2 separate regions of the Bos taurus genome follow, and region 2 is linked to region 1. Evidence: chromatin contacts called from public Hi-C data. All regions are on one chromosome and are shown on one strand. Each heading gives the region's core, a stretch centred on a gene start, on an enhancer-like site or on the middle of the called end of the contact. The rest is flanking DNA. Distances are from core to core; before and after follow the strand shown.

What was found. Hi-C and Micro-C count contacts between places; a contact is called where the count stands out from the background.
Region 2: a Hi-C map of an unstated tissue shows a contact between it and region 1, with 6 times the contacts expected there. The contact joins the promoter of GSG1 here to the enhancer-like site in region 1. A contact is called at or near these places in 2 of 11 Hi-C or Micro-C datasets (skeletal muscle and an unstated tissue).

Annotation. Positions count from the first base shown.
Region 1 is chr5:96,635,248-96,642,663 of ARS-UCD2.0, forward strand. EMP1 (epithelial membrane protein 1) reads right to left here. Exons shown (of 6, transcript XM_010805480.4): 3 at 2,473-2,585; 4 at 375-471; 5 at 134-274. The coding sequence starts at 2,550. Among named protein-coding and RNA genes, the nearest start is that of EMP1, 15 kb to the right of the region's middle. Within about 2 kb of position 3,699, at least 9 of the 102 cell types and tissues checked have an H3K27ac peak or open chromatin away from gene starts, as enhancers often do.
Region 2 is chr5:96,763,602-96,771,017 of ARS-UCD2.0, forward strand. It overlaps GSG1 (germ cell associated 1), which reads left to right and starts at 2,689. Exons shown (of 6, transcript NM_001428283.1): 1 at 2,689-2,915. The coding sequence starts at 2,868.

The DNA of each region.
Region 1 (7,416 bases), core at 2,449-4,948:
AGGAGCACAAATAACCAAGCCAGTAAATTGTACAAGGCAGTTTCACTGCTCCTAGTGCTCAGCTGTTCAAGCCACTGAGAGCCCCCAGGGTAAGATCTACAGGAAAGCTTTTTCTGAGTAAGCTGATACTCACAGCACACCAGCATGGTGGCCCCGGAGAGGAAGAAGCGGTTGCCTTTCTCCATGGTGAAGAGCTGGAACACGAAGACCACGAGGGAGATGACGGAGAAGATGATAGACAGGATCATGAAGGCCTGCACAGCCTTGAGGGCATCTGTGGACAGAGGGCAGGGGGAGTGAGGATGTCAGGCTACCCAGTCCCCAAGGGGCTGGCCATTCCTCAAGGGCACTGGGTACAATATCTTGGCACGTACCTTCACCAGCGTAGGAAAGGTTGTCACCACAGCCACCAGAGGTACAGTTTTTCCAAAGACCTACTGATCCTGTTCCCAAATCTGACACCACCCAGACCTGAAATCAAAAAGACATAAAGGAACTCTTCTCAGTACTCTGTTAGGTGGGAAAAGAATCTGAAAAAGAGTGGATATATGTATATGTATAGCTGATTAGCTCTGCTGTACACCTCAAGCTAACACAACATGGTAAATCAACTACAGTCCAATTTAAAAAAAAAAGAAATTTAAAAAACTGTTTAAAAACTAACTCCCTGGCTTGAAAGAAAAAGAAACAATCATCAACTTGTGTCTAGACTAAATCTTATGGAAGATGCCATATTTAGCCATAAACACGGCTAAGAAGCTCATTTCTAGGTGGAAATAACGTCTTGCTAAAACTGAAGTCGCAGAGGTCCCAAGAAAAAAAGAGAAAGAAGAATGTACGACCGAGGAGAAGTTACCTCACTCTCTGGACTTCACATCTCTCATTACTTAAAAAAGAAAGATTTAATTCAACCATTGGGTTTTTTGGGTTTTTTTTTTTAAATCATTCTAAGGCTCTAAGAAACGGAAACCCTGCGTGAGGAAATTGATTTTAAAGATGTACAATTCATACACCCTACCAAGACTGTTTCCAATAAAGGGCCTGGCAAAGAAGGTGAAAAAAGCTAAGGAAAAAATGATCAACTGGAAAAAAAGGAAGAAACATAAAGGCAGCAAAGAAAACAGCCTTGAGACTGGGAGATCAATAAGCCACGTTCATCTAAATAGAAGGATAAACCTTGATTGCCACAACATGAAAAGTAATTTCATAATAACATAGTCCAGTCAGAGCTATCCTGTGGGGGTAGCTGAAAGTAGAAAAACGACCCAATATGTATTCACCGAGGCTCACCACAGTGCCAGCGCCCCCTCCTTCCAGGCCCAAGAGAAACAGTTATCCTTCTGGGATGAAAAGCAAACGCCCAGCCCTGTCCACACAGAGTGTCTGTTCATGTGGGTTACTGGAAAAGCAGGGCCAGGATGTCCAATCGCCTGCCTGTTCTTGACTTAATAAGCAGCTGTGTGTTCAGCCCCATGTTAGAGGCTGATAATTCAGATTTCAGCACTGGGCATCCATTAAAACAGTTTGAAGCCATTTACTGGACCTGGTAAACTGAGAGACTCGGTGGTGGGGGAGGGGGTTGTACAGAACACTAAATTCAAGTTTGGAGGAGTCCACACGGCGAGGGGTCTGTCATCACAGTGATGTCTCACTGATTCTTGTTTATAATCGTACCCACCGATGCTGGTAAAACTCTTCTCTCTGAAATTTAAAACCCATTATCCTTCAACTGTAACAAGGACCCACAGAGATTCCGGGATCATATCTGTTTATCTAGTGATGCATGGCCTTGGTTTTTAGGTCCAAGGAGTTGTCTTGTTTTTGTTTTTTCCGAGAAAAGCAAACTGGACTCTGCAAACTACCACTAGAGGTCAGAGTAGCCCCAGATTCAGAGAGCAGAGCCTATGGCTTACTCTGTATTTTTAGTCTTTTTTTTTTTTTTTTAGTTAATTCAGGCAAACGTGGTTAATCTTGCATAATTGCACTCTCACATGCTACTCTCTGCTCAAAACTTGTATTTGTTGGTCGGACCACCAAAGCATCTCATCATCTCACTCCCATTTCTCCTTCTAATCAAGGTTCGCAGAAGGAAGTTTGGCCTGCCGCATGGTGTCTTCATTACGTCCTGAACAAAGCCTGTCCCTCCCACCTGTACTCCCTGGCTGGGCACACCTCCTGGAATGCTTCCCAAGTTCCTTTCACTCTGCATCTCTAGCAGAGAGAAACCCCACCCATCTACCCATCCTCCAAGCTCCACCTCCCCTGAGAAGCCTCACTGTATTCTCCAACCTGGCGAGATCATTCATTTAGACACTTGTTATTAATATTTAGTTGTTTGAAGTGCAAGTATGTGTTTAATTTTTTCCACAACTAAGCTGTAAATTCACAATGGCTTAAACATCTTTTGTAGCACTTAGTGTAAATATTCAAATAACTTCCAAATGAATGAATGAACAGAAGAACAGGACTCACGTTGGCAATGGTAGAAACGAATAACATGATGACGGTGGCAATGTGGACCACAAAGATACTCGCCAGTAACACCAGCATCTTGGCTTTTCTATGGCTTGAGGGTGAAGAGAGCTCTGAAAAGAAAGGAGAACACGAAAGACAAAGGAGAGGTTACTCTCATTCAATGCGTTATTTCAGCTTTCCCAGGTGGGTGGGTTCTCTGCTGAAATCAAGAGGAGTTACAGTAAAAATCATCATGATTCCATAAATTCCTGCCAACACCTAATTAGTTAGCCCAGTTCCCCAAGTGCCTGTTCATCTGTTTACATAGATCTAAACAGAAAGAAAATTCTACCTCAGATATTTATATATTCATCCCTCTAATACAGCCTGTTTCAAAACAGGAAAAATTTTATGGTAACTGTTATTATTTTGTTTGCATTGTACAGGTCAAAAGTAGGATTTTGGTTTTTTAAAGGCCTTTCACAGCTGTCATTTCAGGTCTCTATGCAACAATGTCATATAAATTTGCATTTTCCATTAGGGAAGTTGTCCACACTTCTATCAAACTGCTCACCCAGCGATTTTAATTGAAGCGGATGCCTTCCTAAGACTGGCAGCTATTACTCAATGCCCAGAGACCAAATGGGCTACTAATTTGATCCCGTATGAAATATAAAATGTGAGAGCCACAACTTCCACTATAATAATGCTGTTGGATATTCAATAGTTATAACAACCCAATTACAGTTTAATGGTCTGATCATCTACCAGTGGAATATTTAAGACTTGTGTTGCACCTGAGTCTTTGGGCTACATCATGGCAGGGACTCTGCTTTTGGTCTGGGGGCAGAGGATTATATTTCCTACGACTCAGTATGACAGTTCTGAGGGCTGGATGCAGCGGGAGGGATCAAACGTGCCTTTGGCTTGTGTGTGACATTTACCCAAATGCCAATCCTTCTGGACTCAGTACAGCCCATCAGCAGATGCATCCATCACACGGTGGATGGGAGGATGGGGAACTAACAGATTAAGAATGTGCATGGGTAAATGGAAGCATTCAGTCATCATCTCAGCAGAAGTGAAGAGGGGAGCCCATGGATCATCAAGCCTAGAATAGAGGAAGTGTGAAGGATGCATGAGGGGGCGGCCACTTTGATTGATGACAGTGGCAGGAATGCTTTGTCACACCCAAGACAGTTAAGAGGCGGTGCAGGCTTGCTGGAACTTCAGAAGGAAAGGGCTCATGTTACTCACACCCTAGGGAGGGTGGATGTGTGGCTGTCCCCTCCCAGGGAGGAGATGGCTGTGCACATCCAGTAACTGTGTCCCATTTCTCTCTCTCTCCCTCCACCTCATTTAATTAAAGCTTTGAGCTTGAGTCCCTTCCACTTCAGACAGGGTACTTATTGGAGAGCGTGGATATGACCATTGCAACACTTCCAGTGCTTTTGATCTGTCCCTTTCCTCATCAGGCACTCCAAATCCAGAATGATCTACTGTACCCTGGTGGGGGGAAGGAGGAGGTTGCTGTTGACAAGCCAAGAATGAAAGGCAGACACTGGCCTCCACTGCCCACCCTGACCCATTCCAACCGCTCCCACCCTCCTTCGCCATCTAAGCACTTCCCTACCACCCAGACTCTTTCTGTAGAAATTTCTCCAATTGTGAATGATCAAAATGATGATGTTTACTGCTTGGCTTCAGGACAGAGCTTAGAGCTTTCGTGCCTGTTATTCATAATCTCCCCATACATTCCGGTGCATTTTTGCTTTTCTCAGATCCTTGCACACCTCCTAAATCACACCTCCTCAATTTTCTGCTTGACTTTAATGCACAGTGAAAGGAGATTTTTGAATTAGACACAGGTCGAGTTAGAATCACATAAAGTTGTTGGACCTCCAGGTGTCAGTTCCCTCCTATGGAAGGTGGGGGTTGCAATGCTCATCGTACAGTGTTACATTTAATCCTAGACGGAGAATTCCCAACACAGTGCTTGGGCTTGGCAGATACTAATGGGGTTACTGTTACTGTTATTGTTATTGCTATTATATGAAACTGAGCAGCAACTGAGTCATCCATTCACCAGGCTGCCCCATGTGAAGCAATAGGATACCTGCTGTTGGGGTCACAGGGCAGTGTGAATAAAATCATTTTGCTCCCCTTAGAAATTATCTCTACACCTAATCCTTGCTCCTTGCAGGGAGGGACCACTAAGGACCACCCTTGGGGATGAAGAGGAGAAACTGACTCTTCCCATCCCTGTGTTGGTCACCCTCCCCACTCCCCCCAGACTCACACCATCACTAGATCCTGATCTCACCCCTTACAGGGAAGGGAACAGGCCTGAATTAATTCTCTGAATGCAGGAAATTAAAACATTATATAACGAGATTGTGCTTAATCCTCCTTGGGCTATAGAAATGACTTTTTTTTTTTTTTTTCCTTTGCTTTTAATTGACAAACATCCTGCTCCTAATAGGGGTTGAGGGGCCAGAGACGGAATACAGTACACCAAGCAAGGCCTCCTATATGAGGTCAAGGAGAATGTTAGGAGTTTCCTCTCTGACACACTGCTGGGGATCCAGCAGAATTCTCTGTCTCCTTAGACTGCTCTGTAACCCTCCAGTGTTGAGCCTGATTCTTTTTGCCCCTGCTCACACTCTCCATTTTGATCATTTGAACATTCATGCTTTCCAAATACCCTGCTCATCCCCCTTGGCTAGTCTACTGCCTCACCACCACCTCCATCACTCCACATACACGAGTTTTCCTGCCCACCAGTTCTCACTTCTTATCTAAAACCACAGCCCCACCTGATCACTATTCCCCTGTGAGGTTCAGGCAGGAGTGGGTGAGGAGATCAAGCAAGATAGCAATTTTCTTTCAGGGTATTTAGATTTCTGTAATCGCACCATGGTTTTTCCAATAGCCACATATGGATGTGAGAGTTGGAACATGAAAGCTGAACACTGAAGAACTGATGCTTTTGAACTGTGGTGTTGGAGAAGACTCTTGAGAGTCCCTTGGACAGCAAGGAGATCAAACCAGTCAATCTTAAAGGAAATCAGTCCTGAATATTCATTGGAAGGACTGATGCTGAAGCTGAAGTTCCAATACTTTGGCCACCTGATGCAAAGAACTGACTCATCGGAAAAGACCCTGATGCTGGGACAGATTGAAGGCAGGAGGAGAAGGGGACAACAGAAGACAAGATGGTTAGATGTTATCACCCACTTGATGGACATGAGTTTGAGTAAGCTCCAAGAGTTGGTGACAGACAGGGAAGCCTGGCAAGCTGCAGTCCATGGGGTCGCAGAGAGTCAGATATGACTGAGAGACTGAACTGAACTGAATCACACTATATCTTTCCACCAAAAAAAGGAGCAAAATACCTTGAATTAGCAAGTGTTCTTAGTGCACAGAACACACAATTCTATCTGCTTTTGGCTGTTGTATCCAGCCAGAAGTAGAAGCTGTTTACTGGAGCTATCACATAACACAGGTAGTAGCTTCTCCATCTTTTCACTGCCTGAAATCTGTCAGGTTTTATTGGGATCATCCATTGCCAGCTTAGAAGGGCTTCCTTGAATTTCAGTAGCCCTCCCCAACACATTTGGAAGCAGAATGAACTACCTTCTTAAATGTCTATCCCTATACTATAGGTTGCCCCCTCCCAGCAGAGAAACTCCAAGATAGGAAGATGGGAGGTAATTCTTAAGATCTTTAGGGACCAGCATGTGTGTGTGCTCAGTCGTGTCTGACTCTTTGTGATCCTATGGACTGTAGCCCGCCAGGCTCCTCTGTCCATGGGAATTCTCCAGGCAAACATACTGAAATGGGTTGCCCTTTCCTCCTCCAAGGGATCTTCCCAACTGGAGAATGGAACTCTTGCATCTCCTGCATTGGCAGGTAGATTCTTTACCATTGAGCCGCCTGGGAAGTCCACATACTTAACAGGTGAGGGGAGACCTATCAAATTGGAGAGCAGTTTGGGTAGAGATAATAGAGGACCCAGTGCTCTTGAGACATCTACCCACCCATCACATGCAGGGCCACTTTCTGAGAGCCTCATTCCCTGCCCTCGTGTGAATCTTGCTTCATATGAAAGTACTGAAAAGAGACCACTTCCGAGCATTTATATCTTTGGAAGTATTGGCTGCTACAACTTTCTGTCCTGGCAGTAGGTTTCACTAAAGCTGTCATTGATTTCTCTCTCTGAGCTCTTCAAAATGCTATGGACACATCTGCGTGTTGCTCTATTGGTGACAACAATTGACAACAATACTCATAAAACATAACTGTTCTTGAGTAATAATTATCAAAGATTGCAATTGTATATTTAGAAATTAAAGGATTATAATTTTACAGCATTTGAAATGAAGCATTTTAGGGAAGTTCAAGAGGGAAGGGACATATGTATACCTATGGCTGATTCATGTTGATGAATGGCAGAAACGAACACAATATTATAAAGCAATTATGCTTCCATTAAAAATAAATAAATTTTTTAAGAATGAAAAAGAATGCTATTTACGGCCCTTTCCAGTGGAAAGCAGATACTTTGTCCTAGCTGGGGAGCTCCAACCAGACTGCAACGGAAAACAGCATGGCATTTCTGAAGATCTAAGAGACACACCTACCCCCTCATAGAGCATAGAAGCTCAAGGCAGTCCCAAAGCTCGTCATGTTGCTGTTGGGGCTTCCATAACAACATTTTTTGTGGTGCTTGGAGTTGGACCCAGGCCACCAGAGCTACTGAATCCACAGCATTCTCAAGGGATAGGATGTCCACTGACTGTTCTATGCAGGGTGCCAGGAACAGGTCTCCCCACCTGGCACTGGAAGCAGGGTAGGATCCCCCCTTTATCCTCACCACCCCCAACAGACATGGGACAGGGTTGGTCAGGACTCCATGGGGCTGGGTGGAAAACTGAGAAAAGTATTGGAGGCATGAATGCT
Region 2 (7,416 bases), core at 1,439-3,938, 130 kb after region 1:
TCTTTTATCTACTAGCTATATTTTTAGGCATAGTTAGAAAGCCTGGTAGCTCAGGCAGTAAAGAATCTGTATGTAACACGGGAGACCCAGGTTAGATCCCTGGGTCAAGAAGATCCCCTGGAGGAGGAAATGGTAACCCACTCCAGTATTCTTGCCCACAGAATCCATGGACAGAAGAGCCCGGTGGGCTCGCAAAGTCCATGGGGTCACAAAGAGTCAGACAGGACTGAGCAACTAACACTTTCACTTTTCAGAAAGCCTTTATTTACATCTAAGTTGTAGAGAAATTTACCCATGCTTTCTTCTGGTATTTGTATAATTCATTTTTGCATTCAGATCTCTAGTTCATTTGGAGTTTGTTTTTATATATGGTATAAAAATGGATATACTTTATATTTTTCTAAATGGCTATCAGTTTGTGGCAACACTATTTGTTAGAAGATCATCTTTGCCCTGATGATTACAGACATCAGCCTTGTCAGATGCTGGGTGTTTATTTGTAGCTGTGCTTATTTCTGGACTTTCTCTTCTCTTCCACCGGTCTGTTTATCTAGCCAGGCACCAGTCAGTACCACGTTATTTTAAGTGTAGAAGCTTTGTAGCATGCCATATGTTCGGGCTAATCCCCCTCTGACATATTAAAGCATGCTATAAAGTCTAATGGCAAGGTAGTAGAGAATCTGCCTGCCAGTGCAATTCAGGAGATGCAGAAGACATAGGCTCAGTCCCTGGGTCTGGAAAATCCCCTGGAGGAGGAAATGGCAGCCCACCCCCATATTCTTGCCTGGAGAACTCCATGGACAGAGGAGGCTGGCAGGCTACAGTCTAAGGAGTCACAAAAAGTTGGTGCGACTGAGCACACACACACAATCCCCCCTCTGAGCTCTTTCTTTCCAGTGTTTTCCTAGCTAGTCTCGTGCATTTATTTTCCCATAGGAATTTAATATCAATCTGTCTTGCTCTTTTTAAATGCTCCTTGGTATTTGTATCAGGGTTCCATTAAATTTATAAATTAACTTAGGGAGACCTGACATCTTGATCAAATTGATATGTGCCAAGAACAAGGCGTATTATTCCTTTTGTTCAAGTTATTGCTACTTTTAGATCTGATGTTTTATCTTGGACATTCCCTTAGCTATCAGTCCATTCAACAAAATAATATGTTGAGCAGCTATTACACCCTTAGCACTATATTAAGCACAATAGAAATAAAGAAGTAGGTTCTGTCCTCCAGCAGCTTAGAATTTCATAAGCGAGATGGGCTAACATTCCTGAAACAAAGCAAGCAGTGTGAGAGCCTGTGGAAGAAAGCCCCCTATAGCACAGTGAGACCATCCATGCAATGCAGGCTCTGAGGGTGGGCAGAGAAATGATGGCTAGAATAACAGGGCAAGACTCTGGATGGAATTTAGGGTGGGATCATACGCCCTGAAGGTCATGTAGGACTTAGGTGGGGTGACAGGAAGAAGAAGGAATCTCAGTGAGGGATACCAAGGTGAAAGCTCAGAGGTGGACCAAGCTGGACACTGCACAGGGCAGAAAGCCCCCAGCCGGACCCTTAGTCGGAAAACACTCTTCAAGCCTCAGTGTTAACAGCTCCAATCCTCATTATGTACTTATTAAAATAACATTAGTGAATATCTACTAGTTTCTTAGTTCTTTTGAGTGCTAATTTCTGTCCATCATGACCTTCTCTGGGGATACTCCAGAGCTGAGCTATCCAGTAGCTACCAAGCTCTTTAAGCCCTTGGAGGAGTGCAACTGCGGCACTGGATTTCTAATTTTATTTCATTTCAATTTACATTTTAAAAATGGAAGCAGGATTTCCATGGTGGTCCAGTGGTTAAGAATCTGCTTGCCAATGGAGGGGACACAGTTTCCATCCCTGGTCCCAGAAGATCCCACATGGCGCAGAGCAACTAAGCCTGTGCACCACAGCTACTGAGCCCGAGCTCTGGAACCCACGAGCCACAACTGCTAAGCCATGTGCCCGAGAGCCTGTGCTCTGCCACAAGAGAAGCCATGGCAATGAGAAGCCCACGTACTGCAACTAGAGAGCAGCCCCCACTTGCCACAACTCGAGAAAGCCCACCAGCAGCAACGAAGCCCCAACACAACCATAAATAAAATAATATTTTTTAATAGAAGCTCCTAAATCCTCGTTATGTACTTATTAAAATAGCAAACTAGTCTAAATGAACTAGAACATTTACTAGCGTACTTTTTCCATTGGACTCAACTTTATTGTTTGAGGGAGGCCTGCCTTTGACATCAACAACAGCACTGCATAAAATATCATTGTTAGATTGTAGTGTGTGTCTCAATTTTACTTTTTTTTTTAATGTGGCTACTGGGAAAATTTAAATTACATCTGTGGCTCATATCGCATTTCTCTTGGACAGCACTGGTCTAAGGTCTTACAGCCCTGTGAGGGCTGGTCAGTGTCCCATGGGAGCCATTCCCAACTTTCAGAAGCTGATAGTTTACTAAGATGCCCAGGTGATTCTTATGCACAGCAATAAAAGCATAAGATCTGGAGGACACAAGAGACATGCTGGCCTCTGGGCGGTAACCCCAGAGTGGCCCCAGTCCTTCTGAGGGTGGGGGCAGGAGGCAGAGTGAGCGGCAGGGAGACCCCTGCCTGCCACTGTGATGTCACAGAGGCAGCCTCCTGGGTCAGCCAGCCCCACCCCAGCGTGTCCTGGTTATGAGAGGACACCCTCTCCAGCCTACCTCATACCACCTGACCCCTCTGCTGGCAAGAGGGGCTCTGATTCATCTTCACACTCAAGGTTCATCCCATGCAACCAATTAAGACATAACAGAAGAAACACTGAAACCCCTCTGCCTCATAACTTCAAAAGTGAATGAGCAATTCCTCTCAGCTGATTCAAAATGTTTGTCTCACCCAGAAGGTAGGTACCTTAAATTTTGAAATCTCATGACTATCTCATGTGTAGTCCCCTTACTATTGGATGTGTAATATGGGTTATACAAACTCATCGTAAGGAGCTTGAGAACACTCGGTAGGATTATCTGAAATGGAGTAAAAATGTGTTACTTGAGCCCAGTTTTTTTTGATAAACCCAGTGATGGCCCTACCTTGGCCTCTTGTTCTTTCATCATCTATTAAAACTTCCATTTCTTCCTCCTTTGTCTCTTATCACACCTTTCCTCTGCTCCCAGGGCAGCTTAATGCCTTCTAGGTCTTTTTTCCCTCTCCATCTGTATGATTTCTACTACAAAATCTAGTCCCTGGCAAAGGCCCAGTGGCACGGAAGTGATAGCAGTGATAAACTATCACTCCAGTGAACTGAAAGAGATGCTGAGGCATTCCCATGACCAGCTCCAATCCAAAATCTGCTGGAACTAAGAAAGGACGGCACAATCTTGGGCTCTTCCCGGTCTCAGAATCTGCAGAGACACTTCCAGACCCAGAAAGACACTCACAGCCAACAAAGATATCTTGGCTTGTTTAGTGGAGAAGGCACATCTGGAAGTGACTTGCCTTCCATTTTGAGAAAGTTGGCAACTCCCAACTTGCAGCTCACAGGGTTACTAAAAACAAACAAACAAAAAAAATGATGTTCACTCTCCTATATCTTACCTTTCGCAGGGGAGAAAAATGAAACTTACAATTAGCTTGAGAAATAAAATACACACACACAGAGCAATGTGGTGCGCTGTTTATGGGCTGGAAGTGAGAGATATCTGAAGAAAAGGAGTTTCTTAAAAAAAAAAAAAAAAAAGACACTTCTGGAGCCTCAGAAAAGAGCTCACAGTTCTGAAGAACCACCAGATTATTGGGCTCAGCCCACTTCCCTGGTTCAGAATCTCCCTAAGCGATTATATCATGAATAGGCCAACCCTCAGAAGTGAATACAGCTAGGACTAGCCGTAGTGGAAAAAAAAAATTTATTGGTTTACGAGGAGAGATACAGAGGAAATGATGGGAGAGTCCGTTTATCAGTATACACCTGTGAAGTTTAAAGGAGGCAATCTGTTGCCTCATTCTGAGTGCGCTTTCATAACTGGGCCACGGGTAAGGGTGACCAGGCTTCGCCTTGACCGAGGGGCGGCCTGGCCTTGACTCAGGTGGTTTCCAAGTTGACTCTGCGATTACGAGCGTGTGGCCTTGAGACACTGGGGTTCTGACTTCTCCGGGTAGTGAGGATTAAACGTCCGTGGCTGCTAAGTCGCTTCAGTCGTATCCGACTCTGTGCGACCCCATAGACGGCAGCCTACCAGGCTCCGCCGTCCCTGGGATTCTCCAGGCAAGAACTGCCAAACCGTCTAGGAGAGGGACGGCGTAACCGAGGAGGACAACTCTCTTTAATTCGCCTCCGAGAAAACAGTCGCTCAAGGAGGTTAGGGAACTTGGCCAAAATCTTTAGAGTCATGGGGTGGGGCAGGGACTAGAATTCAGATCTGCTGTGGGTTGGTGGCCTCGAAGTTCCGTCTCTCGGACCCACGAAATGAGGCAGAGACAAGACCTTTCTGCAGAACAGGAGCCGGGGCGTACCTTTAGGGGGAGGGGGCAGGGTGCGCGGAGACCTTAGACTTGGGTTTCAGCTCCTCCCGACCCTCTGCCCACCGGCTCGTGAGCGGAATTCAGGGGGATGAACGGGGATCTCCGCACTCCCTCTGCCCACCCCGCCTGGGAGGACCCTCGGGACGCCGTCCCCGTCCCCCCAGGAAGATAGAGAGGCCCCGGGCGGGGAGCCCCACCCGCTCGGGACATCCCGGCGCTCCGCCGCTGGGCTGGGCCTAGCCAAACGATTCAAAACAGGCTCCAAGCGTCACCTTGGCAACGCTCTCCCGTTGCTAGGCGACCGGGCGCCGTAGTAAACCGAGGGCGGGCGTGTTACTAGCGGATGGGAGGAGGCCCGCGGGAACTAACCCGACGTTCCGGCTCTGCGACTGCCGGGGGAAGTCGGGGGAGAGGGCAGAGAAGGAAGGGACGGGGTGGGGCGCGCATGCCGGATGCAAACGGGGCACCCCTTGAGAGGCCACTCCCGTTAGGCCCCTGCCCCGCCAGTCTGTGCCCGACACCCCACCACCCCCGCCCCGCCCCAGCAGTCCCCCGAGAGCTCCGTCACCCCCGCGTGAGCGATTGCCCCACAGGATGCCCAGATGGGACTACCCCTCTGATTCACTCCAGCTGCTGGAGGCATGAAAGAAGGCGGCTTCCTCTCCTGGAAATGACTGCATTCGCAAAAGCCCTCAAACAATTCCATTAAAAAGAGGAACGGGAAAAGCCACAGAGAGGAGAGCCCCCGCAAATGATTTTCTTTGGCCCTCCCCACTGCACAGAAGTAGGTGTTCCCAGAACTCGGGACCCGTATTAGGAAAACTGGAGTCCTTTTCTTATTCTGTGAGTGTCTGGGCCCATGTGAACATAAAGCATGATTACATTAGGAATTAACCTGAAGCTGGGAAACCCCAGAGCTCAATGTCCTGTAGTGGCTTTAGTATTTTGGACACTCGGCATGGGCATTTTAGTGATGTTAGACTTCCCATTAGGGCTGGGAAGCGGATATCAAAATGTCCTGAGCCAACGTTGCTAATCATCCTTAGTAAATGTGTCATGTGTGAGGCATTGAAGTAATAATTGTAATAAAGGCTACAGAACCTCAGAACTTTGGACATTCGCGATCTACCATCCGAAAGGGCTCCAACCAGGAGGGAATCACAGGGCTTGGGAAAGGACATAACATTTCCAGACTGTCACTGGCTTATGAACAATCTGATTGTACCCCGGTCTCTGTGAACTGAAGATAATACTTGCTTGTGAGATCACTGCTGTTTTCTGGGCTTGGCGCGTCAAACAGCAGGAATGTTTCCACAGGTGGGAGGAAGCGTATTGGCACAGGGTCTGTTTGATGAAACTCAGGGTGCTCCTGTGTAGAAAGGCCTAGGGTGTGTCTGTGGACCCTCTTTGCAACTTCTCCCTGCTCTTTCGTATGTGAAGCAGGAGGATCCCTGTCCCTTTCACCATAGAAGGCTGTTTGGACACTTCTTTAAGATCTTATCTTCAGCCATGGTCTTCCTAATTGTATTTGTGAGCCAGGTTTCCATTATGCACTTCATTCATTCATTCCATTCATTTGTGGCTGTTAGGGCTAGGCTCTGAGGATCAACAATGAATAAGACATAGTTGCCACTGTATCTAGAAAGTTAGTCAAGTGAACAGACCAGCCAAGTAAACCATGTGATGAGTTACAGGAGAAGGCACACAGAATAGAGCAGTGTAGACCAGAGCCAATAACAACTGAAACCTTTACACTGTATTGCAACCTTTCGTCTACTTAGTAACAGAAAAGAATTAGTTAATAGGGCCTGAGTCAGAAATCTGACTCCTGGGAGGACAGAGAGTATACTATCTATGTCCCAAAATAATGGAAATTAACTCTGAATATCATTGGAAGGACTAATGCTGAAGCTGATTCTCCAATTCTCTGGCCACCTGATGTGATGAGCCAATTAGTTGGAAAAGACCCTGATGCTGGGAAAGATTGAGGGCAAGAGAAGAAGGGGACAACAGAGGATGAGATGGTTGGATAGCACCACCCACTCAATGGACATGAGTTTAGCAAACTCCAGGAGATAGTGAAGGACAGGGAAGCCTGGTGTAATGCAGTCCATGGGGTGGCAAAGAGTCGGACACGAGTGAGTGAGTGAACAACTGTTCCAAACAAACCTTTCTCGGGACAAGATGCCAAAATGGATATGTGTGAGAATTAAAAAAAAAAAAAAAAAAACAAAACCTGGAATCCATAGCCCAGGCTTGGACCTGAGGGAAGGGCTGTGCTTTACAATCTTCCCTGGTTCAGGGAAGCCTGGCCTGCAGTCTGTGGGGTCCCAAAGAGTCAGACATAACTGAGCGACTGAACTGAACTGAACTGGTTCAGCACCTCAGCATTCTAACCCATTGTTTTAATCACTTCTAATCGCCAGAGTAGTCACAAACCAAATTGAATTCCTGTTTACAAAGTATGTGTGGGTGTCCCAAGATCAATTTCTCTTTTTTTCATACCTAGTAAATGTGGTTTTGGACAGTGCAGGGCACAGTAACTGAGGACCTTAGCAGGGATAGGTTGGTCCCAGCCCTTGGCTTTGTGATGTCACAAATGTTCAGTTGCACGTACATCCCTGTGGAGGTATCCTGAGGGGGTCAGGGTCCAACACGCCAAAGTTCAGGAATGTTCTGAGACACGGAATCTTCTCATCTGTGTTGAGTCAGGAGCTTCTGAGCCTACTCAAATTATATTTATGTGGCATTGACTAGCAATTACTTTAAGAGAAGAAAGAGAAGGAACAAAAACCTAACATGCTCAAATTACAATGAAAAGACGTGAGTGGGATACTCGACTCTGATTTTTGTGGTCAGGCAGGCAAACTCATGCTTTGTCAAAA